Regions from separate parts of the Urocitellus parryii genome. Here region 1 is linked to region 2. Evidence: chromatin contacts called from public Hi-C data. All regions are on one chromosome and are shown on one strand. The core of a region is the stretch at or near the end of the contact, and the rest is flanking DNA. Distances in the headings are between cores, read along the strand shown. Region 1 holds the start of Jak2 (Janus kinase 2). Region 2 holds the start of Ak3 (adenylate kinase 3).

Region 1 (5,301 bases), core at 423-2,922, 240 kb after region 2:
CCCAGGCTTGTTCTCATAACTTGGCAGGGTTTTTGGAAAAAGAAAGGGGCATTCACGGACATGGTCTCTTACTGTCCCCCTTTTCCTTAAGTATCATACAGGCACTTAATAGTTATGCTTAAGGGTTTAAAAATACTGTTTAATCTTAAAAGTATCTCTTCAATGTGTGTATATACAAGTATGCAATAACAAACCCCATCAATAATTACAACTGTAATGCAACAATAGAAAAATGTGGAAAAGAAACTAAAACAAGTCTCTTCAAGCAAGAGAAATGTTATTATCCTGACTAATGAGGAAAGAGAAGCTTTGATTAAAACCTGCGTTGTTTGGACTGTCAAGTGTAATTTCTTAAACAATTGGTCATGGATTTTCAACCATGGTTTTATATCAAAACTACCCAAGAACTTAAAAGAAAATATAGAAGCCAAGACCCCATCTCCCACTTGACTAAGTCAAGTTTTGTTGCAGGTATGGGCTTGGATGAAGCATGTAAGATCCTCTGCTGCCATGCTCTCCCATAGTGGAAAGACAGAATCTTGCCACGTGAATCCATACAGGGTGCCATAATTGACAACTAGCTGCTTGTTTTAAACTGTAAATGTGGCTATATAATCAGTTTTGAATCCAAATGTGTTAACCATCTAGTTAACATTTCTTATCTCCATATTGAGTGAATGACTTCAAAGACTTGATCAAATTCTTTAGAATTCTCCTTTTTCATTATTAAAGAACAAGGGTAGATTTCTAAATGTTTGCAAATTTCGAGATATATTACTAGGAACTATCTAAAGAGCTCCAAAATCCCCTAATACACAGAGTAAAAAGAGATCAACATTCCAGCATAGCATTGGCTTAAAATCATATAGTAGGGAGGAGAGAGACTTTTTCTCTCTGAATAACACTAAGCAAGTTACTTCATCTATCAGTGTGGGTAGGTAGAGAATTTCTCAATTTCTCGTTTTGTAAGTTTATGGATAATATATTTTGCTTGTCCACCTTATCTTCCATACCCAAATTTCTAATATAAAAAAGAAATTCCTGCTGGGCATGGTGGCACATGCTTGTAATCCCAGTGACTTGGGAGGCTAAGGCAGGAGGATTTTAAGTTCAAAGGTAGCTGAAGCAATTTAGCAAGGCCCCAAGCAACTTGGTGAGATCCTGTCTCAAAAAAGAAAGAAAAGAAATGGACTGAGGATGTGTCTCAGTGGTAAAGTGCCTCTGGATTCTATCCCCAGTACAAAAAAAAAAGTCCCCCCCCCAAAAAAAAATTCCTGAATATTCACTAGTTCCAAACCTCTTTTCCTGGAAAACAGGGTGGGAGACAGTAACAGACATTTCCAAATTGAATAACACATCATTGCAAAATATAGGAACATCATTTATTACCATGATACATGCACATAGTTTCAGAGTTCTAAACTTATTTTTTTCTTCAGGAAAGATAATCTTTTCCCACAGTTCTGTTGTTTCTAATTTTAACAATGACTTTATGGCCATCTTCAGCACTTCTTTGTGTGGGTTTGTGTTCCAGCCTTTACCTCAGCAAGAGTTTTTGTTTATAGAAAAGGGAAATCTCATGGTGGTTGTTGTTTGTAATTTCAGCCTTAATATTTTAGGCAGATTTTAGTTTTGCTATTGAGTAAATACTCCAGTTTCTAACAAAAAAAAAGGAGCTCCAGCATATTTTGCTTATAAGACACTACCCACAGGTATGCAATATCCCTGTAAATTTTCCCACCTCACATCTTATGAGAAAACAATGGCTCTAGTTCATTATTTAAAGGAGTCAGTGTGAATTCAAGTCATTTCATATCCTGCTATCATTTGCTCAGAGATCTTCTGCAATGGGTCGTATGTAGGAAGAAATGCAGGGGTTGCACTGATGAAGTTTATTTAAAGGAACACATACAAGATAGATCTGAATGGCAACATCGTTTATGTAAGGGGAAACAGAAACCATAAGTGCATCACTTCATTCAGGTGGACAAAATACACTCTGGTACTCAACAAAGCCTTTTGCCTCACCTCTTACCACTGTCCCCTCCTTCACTGTCATCCAGTCACAATGACTTATTTCCTGGTCTTTCAACTTGCCAAACACACTCCCTTCTTAGGGTCTTTGTTTTTGCTAGTCCCTCTACCTTAAACTCTTCGTGGAATGTCACATTCTCATTCTACAGAACTTTGCTGAAATGTTGTTAACTCTAACAAGTCTTTTTTGGCCTCCATAAAATAAGTCCCCCTCACTTTTTACTCCTTTAGTATTATTTTTCTTAGGGGCAATTACACACCCAGTACATTACACATTCAAAGCATACTTTGTCACTTGTGTGAAACGACAGGCTCCAACCTGACAAGGAAATGCGGGTTGCCTTTATCTAGGACCCAGTAGGCAACAGGTAAATGTTTCAATGAATGAATAAGGCTCTTAACAGAAGTTTTCTCTTCTTTCGCTGTGAGCCTAATTCTACCCTCTCCCTTTTTCAGCAGAGGTGGCTCACTGGAGTCAGGGGTTCATTCGGGATTGTATTGCCACCAAACAGCGCCTGTGATCCAGTTGTTCCGACCCTTGAGGCCCAGAGCCTGGGTAAGGACGGGTCTGCAGTCCCCGGAACGTGAAAGCGAAAGCAGAAGGGGACAACGTGCACTGGAGGGGAAACTCTCCGTGCGGAGGCAGCCCTTCCTCCTTTGGTGCCAGCCTGCGTGCAGTGGGGCCTTCCCAGCCCGGCTGACTCATTCCCAGCCGCCTTCACGGCGGGCGGCGGCCACATACACGCCCATCTGGGGAGTGCCGGGACCAGTGCTGACACCGAGCCCCTGCCAGGCCCCGGCGCTCAGCGAGCCGCCGCTACCTTAACTTCCTCGCGCGCTCACGCCGGGGGTTGCCCCGGGAATCTCCACGCGCGCACACCAGCTTCCCGAGAGGCCTCGGTCCTGCGTGGCCCACCCTTTCCAAACCCCGGCGAGCGCCAGGAAAAGCGCAGCCCGCCGAGCGGCGCACGCGCAGTCAGGAGAGAGTCCCGCTGCCTCCTCGGCCCTGCCAGGAGCCTGCCTTAGTCCGCCGCCAACTGGCGGTTCGACTCGAGGCCAACGCGGAGGCTGAGTCCGACGCAAACAGGGCGTCCTAAGCAGTGTCGCCTACGGCGCTGAGAAGACGGTGTGGCTCGGGAAAGGGTGGAGACAACGTCTGTGACGGGCTTCCCGGCTGCCCAAAGTGGGAGTGGTGTGGGCTGCAGGAAGGAGAGAGGAAGAAGAGCCGAAGGGGGCAGCAGCGGCCGCCGCTAACGGCCTCCCGCGGCGCTGACAGGCTAGGCGGGCGCCCGGCGCTCTCCGGAGTTCGCGCCGCCGTGTCAGCCACCTCAGGCCCGTGGGCCCCTGAGCCTGGTCTTGCGGCACCCGTCGGGGCGGAGGGCTGCCGCGGCGCGGGGACAGGCCGGGTCCTCGCCGCCGAGGGATGTGAGTGGGAGCCGAGCCCGCACGGGAGGGCCCGCGAGGGCCCAGCCTGGCGGACGCTCGGACCCGTGTTGGGTCCCGGGCTTCGCAGACCTTGGCCCACCGGAGGCACCGTGAAGGAGCAACTCTTTAGGGCTTGAGGACAGTCCCTTGTCGCCCGATCCGCGCAGCCGGTGGGTGTTGTCGCTGCCTGGCGTCTAGATGAGGGCAGCAGTTGTCTCTCCAACCCCTTACCACCTCGCGATCCCCGACTCCCCCCCACCCCACTCCGGCCAGTGGCAGTGAACTTTGCCAGAAAATCTTCCTCTTTAAGACAAAACCGAGGACGGAATGCCTTGCTGTTGATATTTGCATCCGTGTGTCCCTCATAGTCTCTCCCTCCTTACTTGTCCCTCTTTAACATTTTTGAGACATCTAAACATCCTAGAAAAGAGCATCTATTTCCCCTGGATTTCTGCGGTAGTAACAGCTGCTTCTATTTTTAGGTTTCAGAAGCAGGCAACGGGAACAAGATGTGAACTGTTTCTCTTCTGCAGAAAAAGAGGCCCTTCCTCCTCCTCCCGCGACAGTGGTTATGATATCCTGGCTGCTGTCCTCTATTGCTGCAGTAAGGTGAGGGTGTAAAGGCGAGCTGTGTGTGCGTAGGAAGGTTGGATGCCTGTGTAGACAGGCAGGGCTCCTCTTGCTTACTCTGAAAATGGCAGAGCTGAACTTTTAATGTTGGCTTGGGACAATAATTTTGAGATGTTTATTGTTGCTCTTAGATATTTCAAGAAACATTTCTTGTTGGTCTTAAAAGTAACATGGCTTTGCAGAAAAAAGCAAAGCATTGCTTTCTCTTTATCTTCAAACGGCCAGAAATTCTTAAACTTTCAGAGGGATATTTCCAGATAGTAAGGAATACCTATTGAGCTGTTCTTGCTGCTCTTTCTGCTACCACATTGAATTCTTCCTGGGTAGTTTTATCTGTCTGATCTTGCTGTGTCGGTTGAATTTACCCAGTTTACTTTCCGGTGGTTATTAATCTGTCAAGGGAAACTCCTTTCTCTCAATGAAAGGATAGGAACAGCTGAGTATGTCATAGAAAGGAGGAGAAATGTGGAAAAAGAAAACAGAAGTGGAAATAGGGAGATGTTGATTGCTTTTGGTTTCATAATAGGTTTATACAAGTGAATTGTTGGGCTACTGCATATATTCTGATAATAACACCCAGCAGATTTGAAAATGAATAATCAGTTTTTTGGCCTCTTTCCTCCCATCTGCTTCATCTTTTACTTCATCAAGTGTGAGATTCACTTGCTTGTATGTGTAGTTATCTTTTGTAGTGTAACGTATGTAAATTAAATGTGTCCAGCACTTGCCATAATAGTGCATGTGTTTACTTGTACAGGAAAGCTGCAGTACTTGTTGGCTAGATGAGCACATAATGCTTATTTTTGCTCCAAGTGAGTATTCTGTTTGGAGTTTATAGCATATTTGAAGGGACTGGTTAGGAAATAGTTTCTTTTAGTATCTTTTCCTTAGTGATTTGAGACAGGTGTCTCAGGTATGGGAGACAAATGTAATATCTTTCTCTTCCTGACCTGGTATTCCTGAAAGAAAGAATTTTAGGCAAATAGGAAAGAAATTTGGCTTTAGAGTCAGATCTATGTTTGAATCATGATATTCTTGCTTCTAAACACTTGTATTATTTAAAATGCCTTTGAACCACATTTTTCTTATAAGATTGTTATAGGCTTAAATAAGATGCATGTAAAGTAGTAAATTGCCTGACTGCCAAAGAAGTCTTGGTTAAGCCAGACTGTGCCTGGTGCTTCTCCCAGGGTTGAGGTGGGAGGATCACTT
Region 2 (5,186 bases), core at 920-3,419:
CCAGATAAGTTGGATACTGAACCAAAGAACTCCAAGAAACAAACTATAGAAATACTGGGTTGATTCTGGTTTTCCCCCCAATTTAAATATCATTTTTTAAACTAAAAACAAACAAACAAACAACATAGCTGGAAATAACCTAAACACCCATCAAAAGAGGACTTTTTAAATAAATCAGTAAATTCAGCAAGTAGATGCCTACACAAAATGAAATAGAGTTCTATATTTCCAGGGAAAAGATATCCCAGATATAAAGTGAAAACACTTTGACGCAGAGTACATATATGATTGCATATAACACAAAATATATACGTATATGTGCTTGTACATAAATAAACATTTCTAGAAGGAAACACATTGTTCCTCTATAAAGAACAGGGCTGAGACAGGGAATGAGAGACAGGGAATGAGAGAAAGCTTTGTGTTTTATTTTATGTACTTCTATCTGTCCTGAGTTTTTCATTGTTTAAAAAACCTTTTGCAGGCTTCAAAATGGGTTCTGATTGTGAGGTAAAGGTCAACACTTTTGCTAAGAAAAAGAAAAACTTTAAGAAAACTTTTAAAAAATAGTCTTTTAGAGAAAGAATTTACATACCACAAATTCAAGCAAAGTAAAGTCTGGATTTTGCACTGAGTTTTCTGGCTTTATTTGGCAAGCAAAACAAAACTACTTTTTATGTGATCAAGCATAAGGATACCTTTTGTGTTTAAGAAGGCTCTGGGGGTATCAAAATCTAAGCCACTGCTCAAAAATTACTCAGCAGTGACTACAACGAGGGTAAATAATCTTGGCCTTGAGCTTACAAGAGAAAGGTCAGAACTACAAGATCCCATAGAGCTTAACTAAATGGGGGTGGGGTAAGAAAAAGAGCAAGACCTGGCAGGGCTCTGCCAATTTTCCATGTTCAAGGGACCCGTGAAGAAGAAGCTCAGCTAGAAAGACCCTCAGAAGCAGCTGCGACCAGACTGGAGGTGCCTCTCAAACAAAGCAAGGTGGTTTCTTTTTATTTTTGAACTCAGTGAGTGTCCGAATTCACGAATGCCCTCCCCCACCCCCACGCAACCTACCCAAAACAGCCGGCGGAAACTGGAGTTTTCGGGGTTGTCAGCTGCCAGAGATCTCCTATCCCCGCGGCGGGAGGAAAACGCCGCGCCCGCTTCCTAGGACCGCATCCGGGCTCGAATCCCCCGCCTCGGCCCCTCCGCCCGCAAAACCCGACCCGGGCGACAGCGCTCCGCCGACCCCGTGGCCTGGGCTCCCACCTGTGCCTTGAAGCATATTTTGTCGGAGCAGGTCCCCGCTGGAGAGGTGCTTCAGCTCGAAGTGTTTGGTGATGCGCGAGGACACGGTGCCCTTGCCCGAGCCCGGAGCCCCCATGATCACTGCGCGCACTAGCCGCGCGGAAGCCCCCATGGCCGCTGACAGAGGACGAGGCAGGGCGGACAGCGGGACTGCGGCCTGGCCTGCGCGCTCACCGGCTTCGCGGCCCGGGACGGCCGGTTGGAAGCGCTGCAAGCAGGCGGCGGCCCCGGCACCCACGCTCTCCCGGAAGTGAGCGACAGCCACCGGGCCGCCCCGCCCGCGGCCGCCGGCTTCAGCGCCCGCCCCTCGACGACCCCGGCGCGCCCCCTCCTCGCAGCCGGCCCTGGCCAGCCAGCGCTACCCGCGCTCCCTAGACACTCCCTCGGCGACCTTGGGAATCCCTAAGGTCTCAGCGGCGCCCTGCGCTCCTCGGCGCTGCTTCCCCATCTGCGCCCTCCGCTCTGCTCCGCTCCTTTGGTGGCATTCTTTTGCTCCCTTCGGCCTCCTGGTCGACTCCTATAAAACCCCCTGCTCCCGTCACATCCAGCCCCGAGCCTTGGCCCGTCCCTCGACCACTGCGCCTGTCCTGCCAGGTCCCCCTGATAGACCGCGTTTCTCTCCCTTCACCCTTGGCAACTTCTAGGCTCCCCCTTTCTACCTCTGGTTGCCCCTTGACGCCTCTTGGTTGCGGAACTCCACTTACTCCCCCTCGCCCCTTTTGCAGCCCTAGCCTCTTCCTAGTCCATGCCAGCCCCTGACCTGCCCAGTCCCAGCCTCATAAACCGTGCCTTCTTCGGGCTCCTTTGGCAATGTCTGCTGTCCCACCAGGTGCCTTCTCGCACCCTCCACGCCACGCCAAGTTCTCCTGGCTCTCTGGAGTCTCGGCTTTCCCTCCCACTCTCTTTTACTTCCCTTCTCTACCTTCTTCCTCCTCTGCCCTGGGAAAGCATCTGTGTAAATAAAATGACAGTGACTGATAATGAGCGCCTCCCTCCCTCCTCAGTTCAGTTTTTGAGGGACTTTAAGGCACACATCTAGTGAAAGATGTCTCTTGCCTTCTTGGATGAAATGTTCAGAATCAAAAGCAGCTGCTACTTTATGGAGTCCAAAAGTATTGATTTCTCAGGCAACATTATATGCCTTCAGAAACGCTTTCATTCTGCCTCATTATTTTCATTTCATTTCCTACTATGTGCCACTGTTCTTAGGGAGCTCTAAGAATGCTGTGGTTGACAAGGAGTTTTAAAGCCCTTGAAGTTTAAAGTCTAGCAGTGGAAGCAGATCATAACCAGGAAACAAATGAGCAAGATAATTTGAAATAATGTAAAATAAAATAGAATGTGTGGAAGTGTGGAGGGAGGTTGTTTTAGATCTGGCAGGTCAGTCATTTGCTGTGACTACTGAGTTGGAATATGGAGGGAAAATGACACAGGGCCAGAAAGAAGGCCCTACAATGGAATATTTCACATGTTCCGATAATAGAAATATGAGACAAATATATGAGTAGCATTTTACCTGGTAAAAAGGGCATGGAAACTAATGTGAAATGGTTAAAATAATGTGTGTAAAGTTTTTAGTACAATACCAGCTACAAGGGAAAATGTTCAATAAAGACTGTCCATTGTCCACTTATTATCTTTGTACTGGGACAAAAGGCAAAAATAAGGCTCTGACTACATAAATGCAGTGCTATCCTTCTCAGAGGTTGCCAAATGAATCGTTCAAAACTGCTTTCAATTTTGAAAAAGAAATTGTTTCAGATACGATGGCAAGGGCGGTCATGTTCAGAAAGGAATTCTGAGATGAATGATCAGACAAGGAAATTTCAATAAGTGGACAGCCCTGTATTTACAAGAAAATTAGTTCATGTGTGTTTGTTACTACGCAAATGGAAAGAAAAATAAATTAATTAAATATTCAATTCACATAGTTTGAAAAAGGACATTCTAATGACTCCAGGAAAGCAAAGGAAGGGCTTAAGTAAATAACATATAGAATTAAAAAATGAATAAAAATGTCTGGACAAGTATAAATTATGCAATACTATAAAACTTCAAAGTGTGGGAAAGTACTTCTAATCTCCAAAGCTAGGAACATTTGAGATTCCAGTGCCAAAAGAGACTTAAAAAAAAAAAAAAGTTATTGCGAAATTGGACTTAGAAAAAAAAGATCAAACAAAAAATAACTGAGGAATCATCCTGTCACTATGGGGTGAGGTAAGAGATGGTATGCAACTTGTGGTCACAGTTAAAAGGCCCACATACATCAACTAACTTTGACTAAACAAGCTAAAGCTTGTTGATTAAAACTGAGTTAGTGACTGCCAAACCAGGAACTCTCTTGGCAACTAAGCTTTTCATGGTCATTTCATCACACTCAGGCATTTGTATGGGTTTGTTTACTGTTTAATTTGCTCCAATGGTAATAACAATTCAAAATTAATACACATACCAATTTACCTTTTTTTAAAAAATTTAGTTGTAGATGGACACAATACCTTATTTTATTTATTTATTTTTAAGTGGTGCTGAGGATGAAACCCAGTCCATTACACATGCCAGGCAAGCGCTCTACCACTGAGCCACAACCCCAGCCCTCCAATTTACTTTTTAATCTAGCAAGGGGTGCCCAAACTATATAAGACCAAGTGTTTATACAGACTTATTTAAATTAAATAAAGCCAAGAAAGAGTGTTTACCCATAGTAGGCATTCAACAAATGTCTTAATTGAATGCTAAGAATTATTGTTTTAGCCAAGTGCAATGGCACATGCCTGTAATCTCAATGACTCAGTAGGCTGAGGCAGGAGGATTGCAAGTTTGAGGTCAGCCTCAGCAATTTAGTGAGGCCCTAAGCAACTTTGTGAGACCCTGTCTCAAAATAGAAACATAAAAAGAGTCGGGTATGTATCTCAGTGGCAAAGCAACCCTGGGTTCAAACCCCAGTACCCAGAAAAAAAAAAGAGGGAATTAATGTTTAATCACATTGTAGACTGGAAGATTTAAGAGCTCTAGAATGTACAGCAAAGGGCAGGGATTATGGATATATGTCATAGATTGAATTGTATCTCCCCAAAAGACAGATACATTGGGATTGCCTAGTACCTCAGAACATGACTTTATTTGGAAGTAGAGTTGTTATAGTATAATTAGTTAAGATGAGGTCATATTGTAGTACAGTCAGCCCTTAACCCTATATGATATAAAGACCCAGGAGGAGAATGCCAGGTGATGTTGGAGTCACAGACGAGTTAAATAGCTGCAATCCAAGGAACACCAAAGATTGCTGGCAACACCAGAAGCCAAGAGAAAGACAGGAAACTGATTTTTCCCCCAGAGCATTTAAGAGAGAGGGGGGGCCCCTGCTGACACCTGGATTTTGGCTTGTAGTCTCCAAAATTACTAGAAAATAACTTTCTATTGTTTTAAGCCTCCCAGTTTGTGGTAATTTGATGTGGCAGCCCTAGGAAAGGAATATACTATGGTTCCAAGAAATGTGTTTCTGGGTGTGTATGTTGGTTCACACCATGAGTTTGGTAAGTGAAAATAAAAGAGTAGAAAGGTTTAGTGTCTGAAAAGCCACGACTAGCATTGTAATGGGATAAAAAGATAAGAAAAAGCAATTTCCAGGCCAGCCTGGGCAACACAGCTAGAACTTGTCTATAAATAGTGTGTGTGTGTGTGTGTGTGTGTGTGTGTGGAGGGGGGGGGTGAGTCTGGAAGAGAAGGAGGGTATATCAGTTGTCTACTTCTGTAAAAAGCCTCTCCAAACTTTACTGGCTTAATACAAATGATTTATTTTCTATTACAGTTGTAGAGTTTGTCTTGTTGGTTTCCCCTGGGCTCACTTGTGTGACTACAAGGTGACAGATCAGCTGGAATGG

What was found. Hi-C and Micro-C count contacts between places; a contact is called where the count stands out from the background.
Region 1: a Hi-C map of muscle shows a contact between it and region 2, with 5 times the contacts expected there. The contact joins the promoter of Jak2 here to the promoter of Ak3 in region 2. A contact is called at or near these places in 2 of 2 Hi-C or Micro-C datasets (liver and muscle).

The regions. Positions count from the first base shown.
Region 1 is chr4:147,969,793-147,975,093 of mUroPar1.hap1, forward strand. It overlaps Jak2 (Janus kinase 2), which reads left to right and starts at 1,673. Exons shown (of 25, transcript XM_077797026.1): 1 at 1,673-3,160; 2 at 3,942-4,068.
Region 2 is chr4:147,725,662-147,730,847 of mUroPar1.hap1, forward strand. It overlaps Ak3 (adenylate kinase 3), which reads right to left and starts at 2,170. Exons shown (of 5, transcript XM_026414254.2): 1 at 2,092-2,170.